2 separate regions of the Rattus norvegicus genome follow, and region 2 is linked to region 1. A link is a contact called in public Hi-C data. All regions are on one chromosome and are shown on one strand. Each heading gives the region's core, a stretch centred on a gene start, on an enhancer-like site or on the middle of the called end of the contact. The rest is flanking DNA. Distances are from core to core; before and after follow the strand shown. Region 1 has its middle 640 kb from the start of Foxg1. Region 2 has its middle 350 kb from the start of Prkd1.

Evidence for each region. A called contact is a pair of places that touch in the nucleus more often than the background predicts.
Region 2: a Hi-C map of frontal cortex shows a contact between it and region 1, with 3 times the contacts expected there. The contact joins two enhancer-like sites. A contact is called at or near these places in 3 of 12 Hi-C or Micro-C datasets (the A7r5 cell line, Schwann cells and frontal cortex).

What each region holds. Positions count from the first base shown.
Region 1 is chr6:73,034,833-73,041,432 of GRCr8, forward strand. No RefSeq gene overlaps it. Among named protein-coding and RNA genes, the nearest start is that of Foxg1, 640 kb to the left of the region's middle. Within about 2 kb of position 4,894, at least 7 of the 93 cell types and tissues checked have an H3K27ac peak or open chromatin away from gene starts, as enhancers often do.
Region 2 is chr6:74,118,097-74,124,326 of GRCr8, forward strand. No RefSeq gene overlaps it. Among named protein-coding and RNA genes, the nearest start is that of Prkd1, 350 kb to the left of the region's middle. Within about 2 kb of position 3,800, at least 12 of the 93 cell types and tissues checked have an H3K27ac peak or open chromatin away from gene starts, as enhancers often do.

The DNA.
Region 1 (6,600 bases), core at 3,644-6,143:
TTGGGGCTTTTTTTCCCCCTGTCTACAATGAGCATCTCTGAGAACATGAGGAGCTCTTCCCATTTAACCATTGTGCTAATGGCAGTAAAGGCAGTGATTAGATAGAAAGTGACGTGATTTGTATTGGCTTTGAAACAATGCACTGTTTTTAATACTATGAATCTCTAAATTTAAGGTAGACAGTTAATCAAGCAAATGGTAATATTTAAACATCTTCCAGGAAAATAAGTAAATACAATTTGTTTGCAGAAGGTAATTTATCCTTGAGTTATTATGGACCCAGAAAAAGAATAGAAAGCTCATATCGATTTAATTAAGTTCTATATTAATGTCAATATGGGAATGTTCCACAAAACAGGCAGAAGAAATGAAAATACATAATAAGAAAATTTAATAACCCCATAAATAGTTACAGATTGCTTCTGATTCCATAAGTGTATTTAATTTTTCACTGTTAAGATGAATTATTCCTTGTTTACTATGATCAAAATCCAAAATATGCCATACAGACTAGACAAGCTATATGCCATCAGCAAGAGCTCTGTCTCATTTGACTTATGACAAAATTGTCTCCCGTTTATGCATTAAAGAACTGGGGGGTTGTGGAGTTTTAACTCTTGAAAATATGTTTTCTCTTAGCATAAAAAACAAAAATTTAATTCTGAGTGATTTTTTTTTTACTGTATCATTGTGTCAGTATAGATTGGACTGGTGTCATTCTGTGTTTCAGGAAAACTCAACTAGTAATAGATGTATGTCTATTAGAGCTTGGTGAGCTGAGGATCTCCACGTTTTTTTTCTCCACTAACCTTGACCTTGCAGGGCATTATCTCCTTTTAAGAAGGCTGCCTTTGCCTGAGACAGATGACAGTGACTCCACAGGGTTCAGACCTCACCCTGGAAACCACTAATTCCATTTTCCATATTTTGAGCATACCCCTAACACCATAGTTGTCGTTGTACAAATGATTTTAAAAGCTGAAGTTTTGTTTTGATGCTGTCTAAAAAAGAATTGTTTTTTATTCTTGTAGCTCCTGCCTCTTCACCCTGCCCCCATATGCTCAAGCCAAAGAATGCTATTCCTGTAAGACACTCTGTTTACTTCCCTGCAGAGCATAGAGATTCTGAACAACACTAGTTCCAGTTGCCAGAATATTCTGGCCTACACTGAAAAAATAACACTATTTCCAAACTCACTGCCTAATTTTTTTATCTTTACTCTTGATGAATAAATTGTTTTGAATGCATTTATGAACAAAAACTCAAAAAAATGTAAATTATATTTAAATAAAATTAGAATCACAAACGTCTCAATTAATTCATAAATGTCTAATAAGGGGTAAAAATCTAAAATTTTATTTTTTGCATCCATTAAAGCAATATATGAATGTTTGATTGCAATAAAGACTAGGTCCTCTTTAGCTGCTAATCGTAGTTTACAGATTATTCATGGGTCACCCAATAACATACATTTATCCTCATTTATTTTAAAATGAATTAATATAAAAATTGTGAAAATGAATTTCTAATCAAATATTTTAAAACTAAAAACATAACTGTAAATTTCACCTATTTTAAAATATTTAAAAGATTACGATTATATTTTATCAGTAAATGGAATGAAGGAACTATGAATCAATATCTGAAATGATAATAATTTAGGGAAAAAAACTTACTTCTAAGCTTCTTCAGAAAGAAAAAAAATGTATAGAAAATGAAAACTTCTTATTTAATATATACCATCCCCAAACTAGAGGTATGGAATTATAGTTGAAACCTAAATAACTTTATTTCAGTTCTGGTATCTAAAGCCATCTGCAGCTAAGTATGAGTCCACTTACAAAATTCAAGTAAAAAAAGCTAAATAGTAATATTTTGAAAACATTTAGCGTCATTTACTAAAAATGTGGATGACAGAGCAAAAAATACTTAAAGGACGTATTGAAAAGCAACGCATCTGTTTAATGGCTCTTCCACGAGTCCCCATCAGTTTAGCATTGTGGAGAAAATCGCTACTAACAGCAGTTCTGCATGTATTAACATCTTGCCCTCTTTTCAAAAATGTTTGCTCACTGTAGTTCTGCAGTGGGATAATAATAATGCTTCTCTTAGAGAATATTTTGTTATTTCTCAAAGAAATATATATATATATATTCTAAGTATAAACATACAAATACATATTTCTAGTCATAATACAAGACATATATGCATATAAATTTATATGCACACATCCTTAAGAACATCAAATGCACTAACGGACGGTTTAACTTGCTGTACTTCTTGTGAATCCCTAGCTTTGAGTTATGTATTTGAGATTTAGGACTTGAAATTCAATACTTTAGATCCAGGTGATTTTAAGAGCTGATTAAATAGTCATTGGAAGAAATAAGACTATTTCAAAACCTCCATTGTCTTCCAACATCTGCATTTCTGCAAATGTATTATGCACAAATGCAATTAGTACTTTACTTAATAGAAACATGTATTTGCAATTGTTTGAGAAATCTCAGTTGCTTGTTTCTTATATTCTGTTTGCACTATTACCAAATATTTGGATCTGTTAGAGTTGATAAACATTCTCTTTATGATTGAAAGGCAGAGGAAAATATCATGTATATAGAGAAAGTAAGGAATCAGGCCTACATAGTTTTATTAGTTTTTCTTCTCCACATTCTAAGAAATGCCTTTGTTCTATTCAATGCTAATTTTTATTGTACTGAGCTCTCAAAATTTGGCATTTCAGACAGAGTGTTCTATGCCTTTCTTCATTTGACATTTTTTGGGAAAAATTAAGTTTGGAAATTAATTTCTACCTCTTTCCTTTCTAATATTTTTCACCCATACGTTCTACCACATGCCCCAAGTAAGGCCAAATATTGACTGACAGCTTGGAATTGCTAACCAAATCATCCCAATCATATGTGTTCAATATGTTGGCTTTTCAAAAAAGTGGGATCCCAAAGCTCTCATCTAATATCATTGCACAATAGACAGATTTTTAACCAGAGCAAATTCAAGTACGGGTTTCAGACCAGCCAAGCCCAGGAGACAAGCAGGAGGCCTGTGCTTCCCCAGCCTTTCTGTCTGCATTAGCCACTCTTGCTCTGGCTCCATCGACCTGTCAGAGCCATCACAGTGATTGACTGCCCCGGCAGATGTGCTGCTATAACAGGTAACTTGATCATCCAGACCCATCTGTCTCTAAGTCCTCTTCAATTCACACTTGGAAAAATATTAGAGGTTGGGAGGGGTGGAATTCTTTGTTGTGATTTCTTTTAAAAGTAGGCAATCTGTATTTCACAGAGAGGTTATCCTCCAGTAACTGAATGGGAATGTAGTGCTTTTGCGTTCTTTAGTGAGATGAGCTGCTTCCAGGGTATATTACTATCAACATTTTAAATTGGCCAACAAGATCTGAGAGTTTTGAAAACCTAGTTTCTAAAACACAATCTAAAGTTAAGGAGCAAATTTTAAAGAACAACCGTGATAATAATAGAGTGATGTTTCAAAGATAAGTTTCCCGTATGAGTGAGACAGATGGGCTGGTTGTGTGTAGAGAGGAAGGGAATCTCAAGCAAGAAGAGCATCCCAGTGTCTTCTCTTCACTACCCATAGCCTGGCAAATATTGTGACATCATTAAGTTGAATTGCCTATTTCAGATGGGTCTGGAACAAAAATGGGCAAGTCATACAAGTCAAGTGTCACTCTGATATACAGAGAATGAATGATCTAGTATCACAATTTCTGATAATTACTTTTTACCAAAATATTTTGGTGTGCTTGTGTGCAGAGCATTTCATTCTACAAGTCAACACTCAGAGTGCACTCACAGGGCCTCTTCACAGCTTATAGTAAGGGAAAATATTGTCTTGAGGAGATCAGTCACTAAGAGGTTTCTATTTCTCAGTAAAGTCTATTGCTGCCCAACCATCAAGGGATGAACACAGGCTGCGAATGACGTGAGTCAGTATCTAAGGAAAAGTATCATATTAAAGCCATGGAAAAAGGAAGACCAAATGGGTACTGGCAAGGAAGCAAGTGAATTGATTTTTCACATAAAAGAAATAAATATACCAACTGTGTGCACAATGCTATTTGCAGAATCTAAAGACACAAATGAAGATAAAGATTAGATAAACATATTCTTTGTTTTTCAATGCCTTGGCAGCTGCTTCACAAGCTACCTATACTCATACAATTTTTATTTATTTATTTATTTATTTATTTATTTATTTATTTATTTATTTATTTATGGAGTTGGAATATACCAGGACTCACTATTTTTCCAATTTCAAAATAAGTTTGTAATAAATAAATTCCCCAAAGTTCCTTTTCTTCGCCAAGTTATTTAAATGAGTTCTGTTCATAATTTGTCATTTTTATTTACTGGCCAGATTCCATGATTTGTTTTATGAAAATGAATAATATTTAGTCTTCACAAGATTGGAAGAGATAGAATTTTAAATTTGAAATTATCAGTAGCTATTCCTTCTCTTTTTCTGTGACCTCAGGACGGTTCCATTTTGCCCTTGATTACTCTTGAAAGAAGGACTGGGGAGCCATTGTTTGGAATAAAGCTGTTGAAAATAGTGAAGACTATTATTAATTGTGGCTGCTTCATTTGGTTTAACAGGATAAACACTTCTATTCCTCTACTGCTTAACCAGAGGGGAAAAGTTACATATTTGAAACGTAAATCTATCCCGATTTTAGTAGGAGTTGAGAACATCCTGGCACAATTGAAGGGACAACTGAGTCCTGGCAGAAATTATTTTGAAAGATGGCTGCGGTTGCAAATGTTGACAATCACAGCCTGGGGTGGGGAGTGCTGAGGCAGGAGGATAACAGGTCAAAGCCACCGTGGACTACGTAACATGATATCTTGCCTTAAAATCTTATTTCTAACAGAATTTATCATTTTTAGATTAAAAAGTTAATGTGGAAATGCTCAGTGTTCAGCAGCGTCTGCCTTGCAGATTATACAATTTCCTTTTTAAATGAAATGATTTTTTTTCCTAGCCGTGCAGACTACAGGTTTCCCAAGCCACAGAATGAAACATGCAAGTGTTCCCGATAAGGAATGAGGTTCTTTTTAAAAACCCTCAAATATTCCTCTCGCACATCATGTAGCTCACATTCTTAAAAAATGACTGAAGACTTTTCTTGTTTCCATGTGGTTCCTGCTTTCTAAATTCTGTTGCTTGTTTTCTCCTTGGAGCTCTAAATGTTGCTTTAACATCTTTAGGTGTGATATAGATAGATTTAGAGTGATGCAGTTAGCAAGTCTCTAGCTGTAGCTTTAAAATACATTTGAAAGCCTTCTTTTGGAGGAAAACAAGCACTCTCAGAGGAAAGTTACACTTTATTTTGGAATCATCTCTTGCAACTTTTCTTCCCCAAGGTGTTGAATTTACTATGATTATCAACACGTGTAATTAATTCTATTTAAGCTTTTCCCTGTACAGTACATCGATAGTAGTGTATCCTTTGAACAACATAAATACTAAAAAATAAATTTTAAAGAGGTGTTTAGATCTATATACTGAATCAAGCACACTTGAGCATTTGAGACACTGTCTTTTTACGTAAGGTTTATACCATAGGATGAAATGAGATTGGGGACAGTTTGCCCCTGTATTCTACTGTATAACTACAGTCCTGCATTCATCTCAACCCTGCTTTGGTGATTTTTCCCCCTCCAAATAATTATAACTGAAGAAAGAAATCAGCATACATACGGTTTTAGCAATTCACAACAGGAAAAGTGGCTTCTACTTATCTGAAGTTGAAGTTGCGTATTCAATTATTGTTAGCAAGCACTCCACCTACTGGCTCATATGCTGCCAAGCAAGCAATCCCTGATGCAAGGCAAGCCCCCAGTAGCAAAAGATACTTTCAGCTCTGTGGTAGGAATAGAACTGTAGCTTCCTGATTCTCATCCAGGGTCAGTGGTGTCTTGCCTTGCTGCTTGTCAGGGTTAGCAAAGTTCTTAATATTTGGTCAGTGAACTCTGAAGGAGATCCTCTAGGGCAGCTTCAAAGGTAGGGTGGCTCACTAGGAGATGGATTTTGTAATCATAACAACAGGGGAAAACCATCCTATAGAGTGTCACACTGGTTTCTTTTCTTGATTCAGAGTCTATGTGGCCCAGGCTGGCTTAGAATTTAAGATCCTCCCGCCTCAGCATCTCTAGTACAAAAATCACAAGCATGTATCAACATGTCCAGCTTCCCAATACTTTCTTTACAGTTATCTAGATAAAACACACATGCAACCAAGTATAGACACAAAGTGCCTTTGTACAAAACTGTTTTTGAATGAGATATTTAGTTTCACAATGGGGGAGAATTATAGACTTGCATAGCGGTGTTTCTTTTGCACCAACATGCCGTTTTGAATGATATAGTATTGCTGTAGCAATGGGAAAAGAGTAATGCTGGAAATTTTCTATAACTATTGACCCCCTGCCTCATGAACTTTTTAGCTGAGCCATCTTCATAACGACTAATTATATGACAGACAAAGAGAAATTAGTATTAGGTATTATAATGAAATCAAGAGAAATTGAACCAGCTCTGTCCCAAAATGTCAACATAAGT
Region 2 (6,230 bases), core at 2,550-5,049, 1.1 Mb after region 1:
GACAAAGATCAAAACGGAATCGAGCCTTGGGACCTTCCCCTCCCCTTTCTATCACCCAACAAAAACTTTAAAAATAATAACAATGTAATCTATTCCTGCTTTCTTTGGGCTTCTGATCCTTTGACTTTTTTTTTTTTTTTTTTTTTTGTTCTTTTTTTCGGAGCTGGGGACCGAACCCAGGGCCTTGCGCTTCCTAGGCAAGCGCTCTACCACTGAGCTAAATCCCCAACCCCATCCTTTGACTTCTTATCTCGATGTTTTCCCCTTCATTTATAAAAACAGACACTGAAAGGAGTGTGAGCTGCAGGCACAGTCTTCTTGTAGTATAATTAATCGGCCCTGTCAAGCTGGATCTCACTGATCTGTGAGAGACTTGCTTCCCTCTCCTGAGGGCAACTAGGTGTGTGTGTGTGTGTGTGTGTGTGTGTGTGTGTGTGTGTGTGTGTCCCTTGAGAGCTTATTTGCAGTGGTGCTTCTGTTACCTCTTGCGATCTGAGACTTAAGTGGCCCTTGATATTAAAGGAGGACTTTTGGAAGCTGAAAGAAACTACCTATTCACTGCCTTTTCTAGGTAGGCTGTGGACTTTGGCGTTCCAGCATGAGCTCAGACCTGTGCCTGACTCTCATATCTCAGGATCCGATACTTCCCTTTAAAACAAAAACCAAAAAAAAGTGGAAGTATTTCCATATTCTTAATGCTCAGGAAAAGACTTAAAATTTGAATCATTCCTCTGAGTATAAAATGCTAATATAGGAATGGAAGTTTAATGTTTATACTTTTCTCAAAACACGATTAGATTCTTTTCTAGAACTTGAGTTAGTAATTGAAAATTATAACTTTTATAATTTCCTACTCCTAAGTGACGAGCCTTCCTGGTCTGCCTTCCTGGTCTGCCTTCCTGCTTACTCTCTGTAATAATCTAGTGGGGTGGTAGTAGTACAAAACTGGGTCAAACGTAAGCAGCCTCATGAATTACTCTGTGTTATTCATGTTTGATGTCCTTCTAGGTAGCAGCCATTTCTGAGGGCTTTCCTAGAGAAAAGACTTTACTGGAGGGGGAAAGGTACTTCTCAGGGTTGCAGGCTTGTTTTGCTCATGTATAAGCCAAGTGTGAGCACTAGACTTCTAGACGCAGAAGGCAGGAGAAGATTACCAATGTCTCTGTTGAATACTTGTTTTTAAAAGCACTGGGTATATAAAGTATTCTCCTTGGACAACAAGTCAAAGGAAACTAGCCCCTTGTTGTGTTGTCTCTGCATCTGAGTCACAACACAGGCTGTGTGTTCAGCTTCTAGACTCTACAAAGCCTACACCTGGCATTTTCTCCTGTAGCACTATGATCCAATTCGGACAGTGGTTTTCTACAACTGGCCCTTTGTGACCAGCTCAAAAAGAGGTAGACTCATCTCACTAAAGTGGGTAACTCTCTGAAAATAAGGCAACACAGTCTCTTTGTTGTCTCTGAATGACCAGTACATACATCTCTGCTCCACTCCCCGTGCCCTGGTGCCTATAGATGAGCTTGACCTAGACTGTGCCACTGCAGAAGGCACGATCACACAGAACTTAGAGATTTAGCAACCTAGTATGAGATAATGAGAAGACCCCCTTCCAGATGTGATACTCTGCTGGGAAACTTGCTTACATGGACAGAGGAGGTCACTGATACTGGAAGGCAACTTGGGGACAACTTTATGCAGCATAATTAGAGGAAAGTTCTGATTTGAACTTTAAACTTAAAGAACTCAGGAATGAGAGAAAAGTGGACCAAATGAATCCAATAGACAAGGTAAAATGCTGTCATTCATTCAACAAATAAGTAAGATGTCTGCAAGGTGGTGAGGACTCTGCATGAAGCCAAACACAGAAAAGCAGGAGAGCAAACAAAAGACCTGAGAGTTATTTATGTAAAGTCAATAAAGTAGATACTTTCCTTCACCAGAAAAAAATAATCTAATCCACATTTAGAGAAAAAGAATGCTGTTAAAAAGAGACCAGTTGTCTTATTTGTAAACAAGCAATTAAGCAAAAACAAACCAAGGAAGTTTTTTTTTTCCTTTCTTAGCACTTTCTTATTCCAGAGTTAGTAGAGTGCTAGATTTCCAAACCTTACTCACTAAATAACCACACAGTGCTTGAATTTATACGCTTTTAACCCAGATTTTTGAGACTTAGATGTTGTCAGATACAAGCCAAGAACAACTACAATGTATGGCATTTTTATGGCATTTGTTTTTATATGGAGGGGGGTCTGTACCACCATACATGTGTGGGAAGCAGAAGACAGAGGTAGGTCTTTGACCACATGAGTCCCAGGGATTGAACTCCTGTCACCAGGCTTGACAGCAAGCACAATTACACCCAGCATCATCCCCCTTGTTCAATAATTTATAGTTGCACAACATGGAAAGAGTTTAAAACATCCAGTCAATGGCTAGTTCATACCTCATTTGGATGCTGATAATAACCATAAGCACATTACTAATTATTTGTCAACTTCAGCCTATAGAAAACGATCCAGAACATAGGCTTATCATGAGAACTAAATAGTGAAAGTGTCTGTGGACTGTTTAATACCAGACTGACAGCTTGGACTGTCATTATTGTCTTTGTAGTAGAGGAGATGTTATGTGGTATTTGAGTACTCATTTTGTTTCCGATTTTTATCTTTTTTCATTTTTCAGTATTATGTGACTGCCAAATAAGAAAAGACAGACATTTATTGAGTAGGAAAATGAATAAGAAGATTTTGCTTTGGCCATTACTATTAAAATAGAACTTTGACTTTGAATTGCTCAGTTAGGGATCATGAAGAAGAGTTTCCGAGGGTAAGTAGGTTCAACCATTCATGGATTTTTGAAACGTTTGGGGTGTCTGTCTTGGTAGCATGTCAAATGGCCTGCCCTTGCTGGGTCAGGCTTGGTGTCTCAGGTAGCAACTTGTTTTGATCAAGAAAATGTAGTGCCAGTCTACAAACAAATATGGTGGCATACAATGAGCCCAGCCCTATAGACTAGGATGTACATGAGTTTAAGGAGCCCACTTTGTAAATATTCTAAATAGTAGGTGAGAATGTGAAGAGTAAGATGTGTGTCTCTTTAAGTAAAACAAACGTTATGTGCTCACACTTTCACCTTCTGCAAAACGAGCTGGGCGTCACAGAATGCGTTCTTCCTAGAATCACTGCATCCAGACGTTCAGACATACCATACCCCTCACTTCCCTAAGTTTTCACCTCTGTGTAATGCATACAGACATATGGACAGACCAACAACAATCCTGAAGGGAGCTGCAACCACCCAGCATGTACATTTTGCAGATCCTTCAACCAGTTTCCCATCCTGCCCATCCCCTACGCAAATCAGGTTTGAATGCCCAAGCTCGTCACCTGGTATACAAAAACGCAGTCTAACACTGTATTTATTAGCAAACCCTTTCCCTTATGTTTAATTTATTGTTACAGTTTTTAAATGTACAAACAGTTATACCAGTTTTATACACAAAACCACAGGTACCGTTTTGTATCTGTCAAAATTCCAGCAGCCTGCGGTGAGAGACAGTTGAATAGATGTCCTGTGCTGCCACCTAGTGCTTTTGTGAAGACATGGCCGTGTCTTCACCAGGAAACAAAGGCAACTCGAGGCGCACGTATTATGGAATAGCTTCTCTAGAGCATTATCAAACAGATGCATTTATGATACTTGGACCATATTCCCCGCAACCTCACAACCTAGCTTGTTTTCACACAATAGCAGCTTACATCCCTGCTCTTCACTGACAAAACTCTGGCCTCCTAGCCTAGGGGCATCTGGTTTAAATCCAAACTGACTGGGCAAGCAAAATGCTCTCAGTTCTGAGCCTCTTTCTACAGCTCCCATCTGGCCAAGGTTTCCTTGGCAAGTCTCTTCCTCCTGGAGGGACAGTTTAATCTGAATGTCTGGCCTATTACTTCAATTTGGGTAGAAGGTATAAATGAGTCAGACAGCTTTAAAAAAATCATTATCTTTAAAATTGACTAAAGCAGCAGCCATTTTCTTTGCAGCATCCAAAAGTGAAGCTTCTGAATTTTCTTCCTCCTCAGCACACAGGGTTTGTATCACGAGTTAGACCTTAGGTCTGCCTCTGAGTTCCTCCCCTTTTCGCTGCCCGAGTCTCCAAAACACCATTCTTCTCCTCAATTAATAAATTAGCATGTTGCAGTTACACAAACAGTATTCTTAAAAGTACTATATTAGGCACTGGTTAGTGGGTGGATAAAGAAAAAGAAAATAGCCTTTCAGTGTGTCTGTGGATACCACCTCCTGCCTCTTAGCCCACACAGTCTCTTTTCTTTTCAGACCTTCTAGAACCTTGGACCCACTAACCCTTTCCTTGTATTGCTTCTCTTTCTCTACCTATGCCTGTCTCCTCCTGTAAGAATATTAGTACTTTGCACAATCCTTTCAACATTCCTCCTACCACTAAATTTCTTTATCCATGTTTTACCCCAGTGCAATGAATTCACCAAGCCCTTGCGTTATTGTCTAAATGTGCAAATTAGAGCCAGCCCTTTTTGTAGAGCCCAGGAACTGGGTGCCAGGGCTGGGTCATGCTTCTGAGCCTGACTTCTGAAGACTCTGACACTGGCTGTGTCTTTCTCTAAACAGCGTTTTGGCAATCCATGTCTCCAGTCAGTCACCACTTAGCCTGTAAGGAACTTCACTCTGGTGAATTCCCTTTACCCTTCTGGAATCCATTGCTTTGCCATAGCTCCCGACTGAATTTCTTTCTACTTGTTTATTTGTATTTGTCAAATGCCCCCATTGTCTTCCACCCTTCATGTTTTATTTTTTTAATATGAACTTCATCTGAATTTGAATTTTATATGCTTACCTTTATAAATACTTTCACCCACCCCTCCTTGGAACTGTCCAGGCTTCGTGATGGTGATGATTTTGACAACAATGGCGTGAGTGGTTCACTTGATACCCCTTCTTCAAAAACGAAGCCAAATCATCCATTTCTACTGTGTTTTTCTAACCACTTTCCAGGTCCGTACTACACTCATTTTATCAGCAAAATGGCTGTTGATTGTAACCATCTACATTGAGTTAGTAATCCCCGTATTCATGGTTCTCACCCTTGCCAAACGTGTCTGAAGCACCAGGAGCCTGAAATTTCAGTGATGCTGAGCCACTTGGACACATTGGGTTTATACTTATATGACCCCCATCTTTATCTATATATTCTGCCAGTGAAAAATATGTTTAAGGCCTTATTGCTTTACCCCAGGATTGCAAACTTCCTTTGGCTTCTAACTCAACTCTTATGCCCAGTCATATCAAAAAGGAATCGTGGTTAGTCTTTCAGCCATTATGCTCTCATGCAACTCACCTGTACAAACCCACAAGCACATCTATTGGTTCTCCCTATCTTGTTTATATCATTTCTACGTGGGTGTGCATATAGCTTCTATGATAGACCCTACTCTAACTCCATCTGATCTCTTCTACTTGTTCTCTGAATATGTCCCATGTTTCAGTCAGCTTTGTCTTTCTGGCATTTCTTATAAAGGGATATTTTTGCACACAGCATTTCTTGCCCTCTGAATTCTCATTCATACTTTCTAAAAACTAAACCTTACTAATCTCTCAAAATGCACATACAGAGAGTGCAGATAAGACTCAGCTGATAAATTGCTTTCAATGAGAGCACGAGGGCCTGAGTTCAGGTTCCTGCATCCACATAAAAAGCCAGGCTCTATAGCAAAGTGGCAGGCTCTAAATGTCATGGCACAGATACCACTTTGAGGTGAGCTGCTGAGTGTGACACAAAAGCTCTCAGTGGAGTTCTGTGGGGTTCTTACACTGTTAGAACGAATCACAGGCAGTGGATGGTGATCTCAATGTTAGATAATTAAGTAACTGATGCCTCTAACAAGATCTTTGGCCCACACTTAATAAAGTAGATGGATATTTAGCCTACTAAATAATAACTTGAGTTGCCTGATCCTCCTGTATCTAACATGGATGTCTGGTATTTCTGGTCTCTAAATTTGGAAGCAATGAAGAACATTGCTAGGACAGCACCAATGTGTGGCCTTATTCTGATCAAGACTCCGTTATGTATGTCATCTAAGGAAAGTTCCTAGCATCCAGCTTGCTTATTTTTTCATGGTGTAGTATTGTACACCATGAAATTCAAATTCAAAAGAAGCAATTGCACTTTGAAAAGATGGATCACACACACA